Linked DNA regions of Mus musculus: all the other regions are linked to region 3. Evidence: chromatin contacts called from public promoter capture Hi-C data. All regions are on one chromosome and are shown on one strand. Each heading gives the region's core, a stretch centred on a gene start, on an enhancer-like site or on the middle of the called end of the contact. The rest is flanking DNA. Distances are from core to core; before and after follow the strand shown. Region 1 holds the start of Sgk3 (serum/glucocorticoid regulated kinase 3). Region 2 holds the start of 1700034P13Rik (RIKEN cDNA 1700034P13 gene). Region 3 overlaps Pcmtd1 (protein-L-isoaspartate (D-aspartate) O-methyltransferase domain containing 1).

What was found. Promoter capture Hi-C pulls out the DNA fragments that hold promoters and counts their contacts.
Region 1: a promoter capture Hi-C map of liver shows a contact between it and region 3, with 7 times the contacts expected there. The contact joins the promoter of Sgk3 here to the enhancer-like site in region 3. A contact is called at or near these places in 4 of 39 promoter capture datasets (the 3T3-L1 cell line, hippocampal neurons and liver) and 2 of 115 datasets of contacts at active chromatin or transcription factors (large pre-B cells and pro-B cells).
Region 2: a promoter capture Hi-C map of liver shows a contact between it and region 3, with 5 times the contacts expected there. The contact joins the promoter of 1700034P13Rik here to the enhancer-like site in region 3. A contact is called at or near these places in 5 of 39 promoter capture datasets (the C10 cell line, cranial neural crest, liver and 1 more), 1 of 115 datasets of contacts at active chromatin or transcription factors (embryonic forebrain) and 1 of 9 other capture datasets (adipose tissue).

The regions. Positions count from the first base shown.
Region 1 is chr1:9,796,463-9,799,548 of GRCm38.p6, reverse strand. Sgk3 (serum/glucocorticoid regulated kinase 3) reads right to left here and starts at 1,419. Exons shown (of 18, transcript NM_133220.2): 1 at 1,303-1,419.
Region 2 is chr1:9,746,058-9,749,032 of GRCm38.p6, reverse strand. It overlaps 1700034P13Rik (RIKEN cDNA 1700034P13 gene), which reads right to left and starts at 1,385. Exons shown (of 4, transcript NR_040462.1): 1 at 429-1,385. It overlaps Vcpip1 (valosin containing protein (p97)/p47 complex interacting protein 1), which reads left to right and starts at 651. Exons shown (of 3, transcript NM_173443.3): 1 at 651-2,975. The coding sequence starts at 877.
Region 3 is chr1:7,120,476-7,123,438 of GRCm38.p6, reverse strand. Pcmtd1 (protein-L-isoaspartate (D-aspartate) O-methyltransferase domain containing 1) reads right to left here. Exons shown (of 6, transcript NM_183028.3): 2 at 2,824-2,963. Among named protein-coding and RNA genes, the nearest start is that of Pcmtd1, 33 kb to the right of the region's middle. Within about 2 kb of position 1,573, at least 7 of the 459 cell types and tissues checked have an H3K27ac peak or open chromatin away from gene starts, as enhancers often do. A contact at or near this core is called in liver, where this site is marked.

The sequences.
Region 1 (3,086 bases), core at 170-2,669, 2.7 Mb before region 3:
AGTGCCAGCAACAACCAACCGCAAAAAAAAAAATTACCAAACTGTTAATGGTAATGTCTACAAACAAAAAGGGTTCTGTTTCACAGTTCAAGTTTAATCTGATGCTCCCATCTGAGCCACGTCATATAAATTGTCAAACATATTGAAAACAAAGCTCCCTATAAAAACAAAACTAGGTTCAGTCCAGTGGCAGTGTAAAGAAAGGGAACTTCTGATGTCTGAGTTGTCAGACTTGGAATCAGAGAGTCCACCTTTCTGAAGTTACATGGGATCTGGCCTGAGACCTGCCAGCAACAGGTCCCATCTCTCCACGCCTGAATCCTACGGGGAATGAAGGGTAAGAACTTGCCTTAAGGGAGTGGTAGCCTAAGGGGGCAGAAGGCACACCCATTCCTAAAATATGTCTGAAACTTCCTCTAATGTTTCCAGCTCTTTCTATAACATTGGGGAACTAGAGTATGCATGGCCTCTTCGTGGCTACAACCACAAATAACTTATCATTTTGAGTTAAGAATTTGAGGTAATATTTATAAAGCACTTAGGAAACAGAGCAGTTCATAGTATGAGCTGTGTTTGCTAAATAAAGCAGGCACTTTCCAGGCCTGTTAGGTAAACAATCTAGTGAGAAGGGCAAGACTCTACCCAAGAGGCGTTTTTGGGGTTTTGTTGTTTTGTTTTCCTCTCTCTTTCTCTCTCTCTCTCTCTCTCTCTCTCCCCCTCTCTCTCTCTCTCTTTCTTCTTCTGTGTTTATTCTCGAATCCTAAGTGCATCCAGCATAGTCTCTGCCTGCAGAACTGCAGTTCAACCAGGCATTCGGTGCAACATTAAGTCAAAGACCTTTGTTTCAAGAGGCGAATCCCTTCTCTTTTCTACCGGTCCAAAGAACCATCCCTAAGCGCGCCCTAGAACCGAAAACCTCAGCGCGCTTTAAGGCGGCATTCGTCGGTGCTTGAACCGTGAGAATCGACCGAGCGAAAACAGACCGAAGGGTTCGAGTCTGAGAACTTGAAAAAGAGTGGCGACGCGATCTAGCCCTGCCGACCACTTCACACCGTCGCCCCGGCGGGTCCGCGCAGAACCCCATCCCGCGTCAGGTGGGCTCCCGGGTCCTCGCCACCCGCTGCCCCGCTCGGGGGGCCGGGCGAGCCGCCCGCGCTCCCCCGCGCGAGGGAGCCCCACGCCACGGCGCTGAGCTCTCCCGGAGCACACAAAGACCGCGCCGGGCCGCGGCGGGACCCCGGCGCCCGAGAGAGCCCGGCCGGGACCCCGGCACGCAGACCGGCGCACCCGCCCCGCACCTACCCGGCTGTGCGGCGTCCGGGCGCCCGGGCGCGGAGCCCAGAGCGCTGGCAGTTTCTTCTTCCCGGCGGCGCGGCCGGGCGCCGGCGTTTCCTCCCTGACGCGTCACGGCGGCTCCTCCCGCGAAGCGCCGGGCGGCGGGCGGGCGGGCGGGCGGCGCGAGGGGACGGCGGGGTCGGCCGGGACCCGCGCGGATGGCGGGACCGCTCGGCTACCCGCGCTCGCCCGTCACGCGGGGTGCAAAGTTCAGGAGGAGACGCCGCCGGACTCCTGCGCTCAGCTGACGGGATGCGCGAGGTCCGCGGCGAGGGTGACCTTGGCCCACTCGGGAGCCCGGGCGGCAGAGCGGACCCGGGCGGTGGCAGAGGGCTGGGGGCTGCGGCTTCCTGCAAGCTGGACGCTGCAGAAGCCAAATAAGTATTCGGACGATCTGGAGAGCCCACTGTGCTTCCTTTAGCTTTTTCTGGGCAGTTTTCTACACTTTTTCCCACGTCAGCAGATTGATTTTTTTTTTTTTTTTTGACCAGTGTTTATGGATGAGCGAGGGCTCTCACAAATTGGCAGATAGATGCTATGTACAGATAATATGCGTTTCTCTTGATCATTTTAGATCTATGGATTATTTTTGTTTGTTATTTTTAAACTACCCAACACACTCTACTGCTGGTGCTTGTCCATTTAACTACAGAAGCTGCGTTTTTAAAAACCCGTTCTGTGAATGGGGAACTAAGAATTACACGATTCAATGGTTGTGGAGTAGAGTTAAAATTTTGAACTAGAGAGCCACACCACCACTGTAGTTTAGGTTTTATCTGATACCACGTGAAAGTAGACCCACACAACTGTTTAAAGGATTTCTGTCTGCATGGCATGCTTCATATTTTACATTAATCTACCCTTTGAATCATATGGTTCCAGAAAATTTGCCACAAATCTATGAACAAATAGAGGAACTGAGATGAATGAGTGAGTTCCGTAAATTCAAAGAACTCTTTATATTTTAGAACGATACTCAGAAGATTTAGCCTCATGAATAAATGTAAGAAAAGTTATTTGTACTATCCATGCTGCAATATGGCCTTGTCCTTAAAATAGGTTGTGAACCCAAATTCTTTTATACTGTGAAACCTATTATTCTCACAGGACTTTCTTAACAGCGATTCTCCATGGCTTTGGGAAATGGACAAGAAAATACAGTTCATAGAGCCCAACATATTGCAGCAGTCATTTATATGTTCCACTATGATCTGCTTACAAAGCAATACACACAATAAAGCACACATCTTCTCTGTGACAAAAAAACAAGTGATCAGTGTATCTGCTAATTAAAGCCATATTCATAATACTGAAGAAATGCTCTTGGACAAAAGGAAATTTTATGTCAATAAACACTAAGGGAATGACATCATTCTCGATTAAAAGATAAATACCTAACTATCACCACATTTTGACGTTAGGGAAAAAAAAAAAAACAGATGGAAACCATTTTAGTGTTTCCAGGATAAATTTGTCTTACCACTATAAAGAACGTGGGGCGGGGGAGGGGGGAAGAGAGATCGAGAGCCCACCAACATTTATGGACAAGAAATGAGGATGATCTTCATTTGATTAAGAGGAAGTTAGGTATGGGCTTGTGAGTGAGTGTGTGTGTGTGTGTGTGTGTGTGTGTGTGTGTGTGTGTACATGCACACACATGTAAGCATGCATACAGGGTGGAGATCAGAAGTAGTTTTCTTCCCCAGACGTTGTCCGGCTTATTTTCTGAGATGGAGTCTCTTGCTGATCTT
Region 2 (2,975 bases), core at 136-2,635, 2.6 Mb before region 3:
TTTCATCATTAACCTACCAGCTTATAACTACGAATAAGATAGAAGCTCAGTTACGGCACTTGCTAGCTAAGTGGTAATTTTAAAAAAATGACATCGTATTTGAAAAATTAATATACTTAAAAAAAAAAGTAGCCTCATAGAAAACTCCTTCCATGTTCTTAGGACCTTTAACCCGGACTTCCTAGCAGTGGTGGTGGACTTTAGACCCTCTTCCACACCAATCCTTTGCACTTTTGTTTTCCCCAAGCACACTCCTTTCTGCGCAAGGGGAAAGTGCAGGGGGACACTACCCACAGCAGCCTAGGAATGTGATTTCTCTGACTCTTTCTCGTGGGCCATAGAATGGGGGACAAACTACAAAAGAGATCCAGTTAAAAATACAACTACCGACAAGCTCCGCGAATCATCGACTTCCTTTCTGCCCCCACCTTCCGAGTGCCTTCCTCTTCCTCCTCCCCGCGTGCGTCGAGTCGCTTTGCATCACGGTATTTGAAGTTCTTTCTGGACGGAAGCGCCTAGCACTCCTTCGCGAGAGAGGAGCCGGAAGACTCTGGTTCCCAGAGGGCAGAGCAGAAGCTACGCCTGCGCAGTCTCAGTGAGGGCGTGTATGTCTGTGTCTGAGGGAGAGAGCGAGAGTGAGTGAGTGTGAGTGCGGGGTGGGGTGGTGGCCGTTACGTTCGGGGCAACGGCTAAGGCAGTGGAGAAGTGAGAAGAGAAACAACGTCCGGCGCTTCCGCCTTCGCCTAGGAGGAGGAGGAACTGGTAGGAAAAGGAAAGCCATTCGCCCTGGGCCTGGACTAGACCTCGTCGGGCCGGCGGAGGTCTGGCTATGTGCCTTTGAGGGTCGCTTGGGACGCCGAGCGAGAGCCGAGAGCGATGTCTCAGCCGCCGCCGCCTCCTCCGCTGCCGCCGCCGCCGCCTCCCCCTGAGGCTCCGCAGACTTCGTCGTCTCTGGCGGCGGCGGCTTCTCCGGGGGGCCTTTCGAAACGAAGGGACCGAAGAATCCTTTCCGGGAGTTGCCCGGATCCCAAGTGCCAGGCGCGCCTCTTCTTCCCGGCCTCGGGTTCTGTCAGCATCGAGTGTACCGAGTGCGGACAGCGGCACGAGCAGCAACAGCTGCTGGGAGTGGAGGAGGTGACCGACCCGGACGTAGTGCTGCACAATCTGCTGCGGAACGCGCTACTCGGAGTGACGGGGGCTCCCAAGAAGAACACGGAACTGGTAAAGGTGATGGGCCTCTCCAACTACCACTGCAAATTATTGTCGCCAATATTGGCACGCTATGGAATGGACAAACAAACGGGCCGGGCCAAGCTTCTCCGGGACATGAACCAAGGCGAACTGTTCGATTGCGCGTTACTTGGTGACCGGGCCTTCCTCATCGAACCAGAGCACGTCAACACAGTGGGCTATGGCAAGGACCGCTCCGGAAGCCTCCTGTATTTGCACGACACGCTCGAGGATATCAAACGGGCTAATAAAAGTCAAGAATGCCTCATCCCAGTGCATGTGGATGGGGATGGACACTGCCTAGTGCATGCTGTGTCTAGGGCTCTAGTAGGCCGAGAGCTCTTCTGGCATGCTCTGAGGGAGAATCTTAAGCAGCACTTTCAGCAGCACCTAGCCCGATATCAAGCCCTGTTTCATGACTTTATTGATGCTGCCGAGTGGGAGGACATTATCAATGAATGTGACCCTCTGTTTGTGCCACCTGAAGGTGTCCCCTTAGGCCTGAGGAATATCCACATATTCGGCCTTGCCAATGTGTTACATCGTCCCATAATTCTTTTAGATTCCCTCAGCGGCATGAGAAGCTCTGGTGATTATTCAGCCACCTTTCTACCTGGCCTCATACCTGCAGAGAAATGCACTGGGAGAGATGGTCATTTGAACAAGCCAATCTGTATTGCGTGGAGTAGCTCTGGTAGAAACCATTATATTCCCTTGGTAGGCATAAAGGGGGCTGCCCTGCCCAAACTACCCATGAATTTGTTACCTAAAGCATGGGGTGTGCCTCAGGACCTTATTAAAAAGTACATCAAGCTTGAGGAGGATGGTGGCTGTGTTATTGGAGGAGACAGAAGTTTGCAGGATAAGTACTTACTTAGGCTGGTTGCTGCTATGGAAGAAGTCTTTATGGACAAACATGGTATCCATCCTAGTTTGGTTGCTGATGTACATCAGTATTTCTACAGAAGGACTGGGGTGATAGGAGTTCAGCCTGAGGAAGTTACAGCAGCTGCTAAAAAGGCAGTAATGGACAATCGCCTTCACAAGTGTTTGCTTTGTGGTGCCCTTTCTGAACTTCATGTCCCTTCTGAGTGGTTGGCTCCAGGAGGGAAACTGTATAACTTGGCAAAAAGTACTCATGGGCAGTTGAGGCCTGACAAAAATTACAGCTTTCCCTTAAACAATTTGGTTTGTTCATATGATCCAGTAAAAGATGTTCTGCTACCAGACTATGGATTGAGTAATCTAACAGCTTGTAATTGGTGCCATGGCTCATCTGTGCGAAGAGTCAGAGGAGATGGCTCTATTGTGTATTTGGATGGAGACAGAACTAATTCTAGGTCTACTGGTGGCAAATGTGGTTGTGGATTCAAACATTTTTGGGAAGGTAAAGAGTATGACAATCTTCCAGAAGCTTTTCCTATCACTTTGGAGTGGGGAGGAAGAGTAGTCAGAGAAACAGTATATTGGTTTCAGTATGAAAGCGATCCATCTTTGAATAGTAATGTTTATGATGTTGCAATGAAACTTGTTACCAAGCACTTTCCAGGTGAATTTGGGAGTGAGATCCTAGTTCAGAAAGTTGTCCACACTATATTGCATCAGACTGCAAAAAAAAATCCGGACGATTACACTCCTGTAAATATAGATGGTGCTCATGCTCAGAGAGTTGGAGATGTGCAAGGACAAGAATTGGAGTCGCAGCTACCAACTAAAATTATTCTTACTGGACAGAAAACAAAAAC
Region 3 (2,963 bases), core at 324-2,823:
TTGAATAATTGGCCATATAATCTCATTTTTTACATCATCAAAATAGTAGTAGCTTGAGATAATTTGGTATTTTTAGAGAATGTGCATGTCAAATTGTAAAGACTTGTTCTCAGTGTCCTCAGTTTCTACCTGTTCCACATAATGGTGTTAATTCTTCAGGACTTATATTTAATCAATTATTCCAAGTGGATACTCATATTTCTGGGTTTTAAAAAATAAAATATGCACATTTGACTACTGACACCTTTTCAGACTTTCTAGTTACAATTGGCCTTAACAGGAGAAGCAACTAAAACTGTAATTAGTCATTGCCTACATTAATTTTTTTCTTTTTTTTATGCTTGGTGTTCCAAATAAGATTAGAACAGATAATGGAACTGGCTATTACAGCCAAGCATTTGAGTTATTTTGTCAACAATTTAATGCTTCCCATGTTACTGGGATTTTTTATAATTCTCAAAGACAAAGTATTGTCAAACTTTAAAACAATATCTTCTTAAAAAACAAAAAAGGGGGGAATTATATCCCCGTGTACATTATTTAAATCACACCTTTTTAAAAATAAATTTTAAAATTTGGATGCCAAGGAACTCTTTGCTGAGTGTCTATAGCATCCTACAACTAGGCATACTCATGCACAGATGAGATGAAAGTAAATACTTACTAGCATATGGCATGATCCTGATCAGGTTTTTAATATGGGGAAGAGGGCAGGTTTGTGTTTTTTCCACAGAATGCATGCTAGTTGCCAGAGTGATTAGTGTAACATTCTGACACAAAGGGATAATGGTCTGAGCTTGCTGAGTACCCTGACAATGGTGACAGGAAAGATGTACTGGGTGTATTTCTTGAACCACTTTTGCTTGCCTGTGTCCCAGATTAGACAAGCTTAGCTGCCTTGCTTCAAGCTTTTAGACCTTTTGGGACAGAGCACATAGAGACTGTGAAAACTGACTCTTCTTTTTCCTTTAATGTGACCAGTTATTCCGACTCAATCATAGACTGGTCTAGAAATAAATCCAATATTGGAGATTTCAATTATGAAGATAGCTAAAAATCTCTATCAGCCAGCTTACCTGGCTTTTTACCACTATTTCCTAAGAAGTAACAGTTCTTTCTGTTGGTTCTCAAAGCCACCTCCCCCACACCAGGAGGCCAGACCATGGTCTGATGTTGCTAATTTACAACTAAAATTGGGACATCCTCCAGGCAACTTTAATTCTGTTGCTTTTAACTTTTGACTTTGTATTTTAAACAGGTTAGTTACCTCTATACAGGTCCATCTTCAGCAAAGATCAGATGGCAATTATTCATTGCTATGGAGAGATGCATTGAGTGCATATTGTGGCTTTGGTCTGAATAGGAAAAAGGTGTGCTATAAGGGCCGGTAGTCCAGGACAGGCCACTAGTCTATGGCTCTTTTCATCCTAAGACAGAAGGAAGCATGTGCCAAGAGGCCGTGTTTGTTCGTAATAAACACTAAAAGGTTGTGTTTGTGCAAATAAACACAAACAAGCTGCAAGTGACCTCCAGGAAGGATAAGAGAGAGTCCAATAGATTCAGTCCTAAAACAGACGTGGCTGTGAGCCACCATAATTCCCAGGCAGGACCACGGAGCATAAGTAAATCTTATGCTCCGGTCTAGCTAATTTTTAATAAATAAAAAGGGAGGAGTTATGCCCTTCCCCCCAGCCTTGGGCAGGCTGATTCAGACCCTGTGTTTTTCACAGCTGGCTAGCCCACCTAGGGTGGAGTCTTCCAACTTAGGTAAGGTCTATTGTCAGGCCACATCTGCTGCTTCCGCTCCTGATGAGATCCTGGCACAGTGGGAGATGGGTTCCCCCATTTTATAAGCTCAGATTCAAAAGTAAACACTGGGCTTTGATCAGAAAACTTTGTCTTGGCTCTTCATTTCTCTCGCCATCCATCCCATACAGCCCCAGCTTTCCTTTCAGGAGCCCAGTAATCCATGGCCACTGGAAGCTACAAGTTTGTTATTATGGCCTGGTTGTTTTCATTTGGACATGAGGAGATATGATTATGTGTCATATGCAATACTAGCACTCATTTTGAGAACCCCCTAAGCTCTTCAAAGGCAAAAAATCTTGGTCCCTTTTGATCCCTCCTCTGTTTTACACCAGAAGCAATGCCCAGTACAACAGACTCAAAATATGTTGCAATATGCTTTTCCCCAGTCCCTTGCTGTCTGACTGGCACAATTCCCTTACCACTTAAAATGGGACATTGATAAGAAACAATCAAAAATCATGTATCAGTAGAAAGAACACTTTACATACTTCTAAGCTTCTTGTCTGCCAGTTTTTTTTTGGGGGGGGGGGTAGGACAGTATATGTGTATTGGAGGTGGGGGGCTGTCATGTATCCTAGACTGGCCTCAAACTCACTCTGTAGTTAGTATGTTATTAAGGATGACTTTGGTTTCTAAGTCTCCTGCCACTGTGATGGTATGTGACGTGTTAGGTCAAACCCAGGGATTTATACATGCTAGGTAAGTGCACTAGCTGAACTACAGACCCAGCCCGAGTTGTTTGATTTTAAGTACTGAGATTTTAAGTATACAGTATATACTGCTGTATATACTGTAACTAGACAGAACAGTGCAAGAGTTGACCAACCATCAGGATCATGGCTAGGAAAGAGGAAATTACTACAACCGTGTGTTCCCACACCTAAACAAACACTATACTGCTTTAAACAAACACATTCAGACACACTAGACATAGTTACAAATATGCTGTAGGTCAAGAAGAGCCATGCAAACTAAGCTCACTTTATAAAGAGAAATTTACAAAAATAAAATTACCTAAAATTAAGCCCACCATTGTACTTAAATATCCGGTTCCACTTCCCAGGTTAAGAAAAGATAATCCTGGTTGAAGTTTCAAAGCTTCCATAACTTCAGAATAAATGCAAGGTGCTGACAAGTGTATGTTCCCGTGCTTC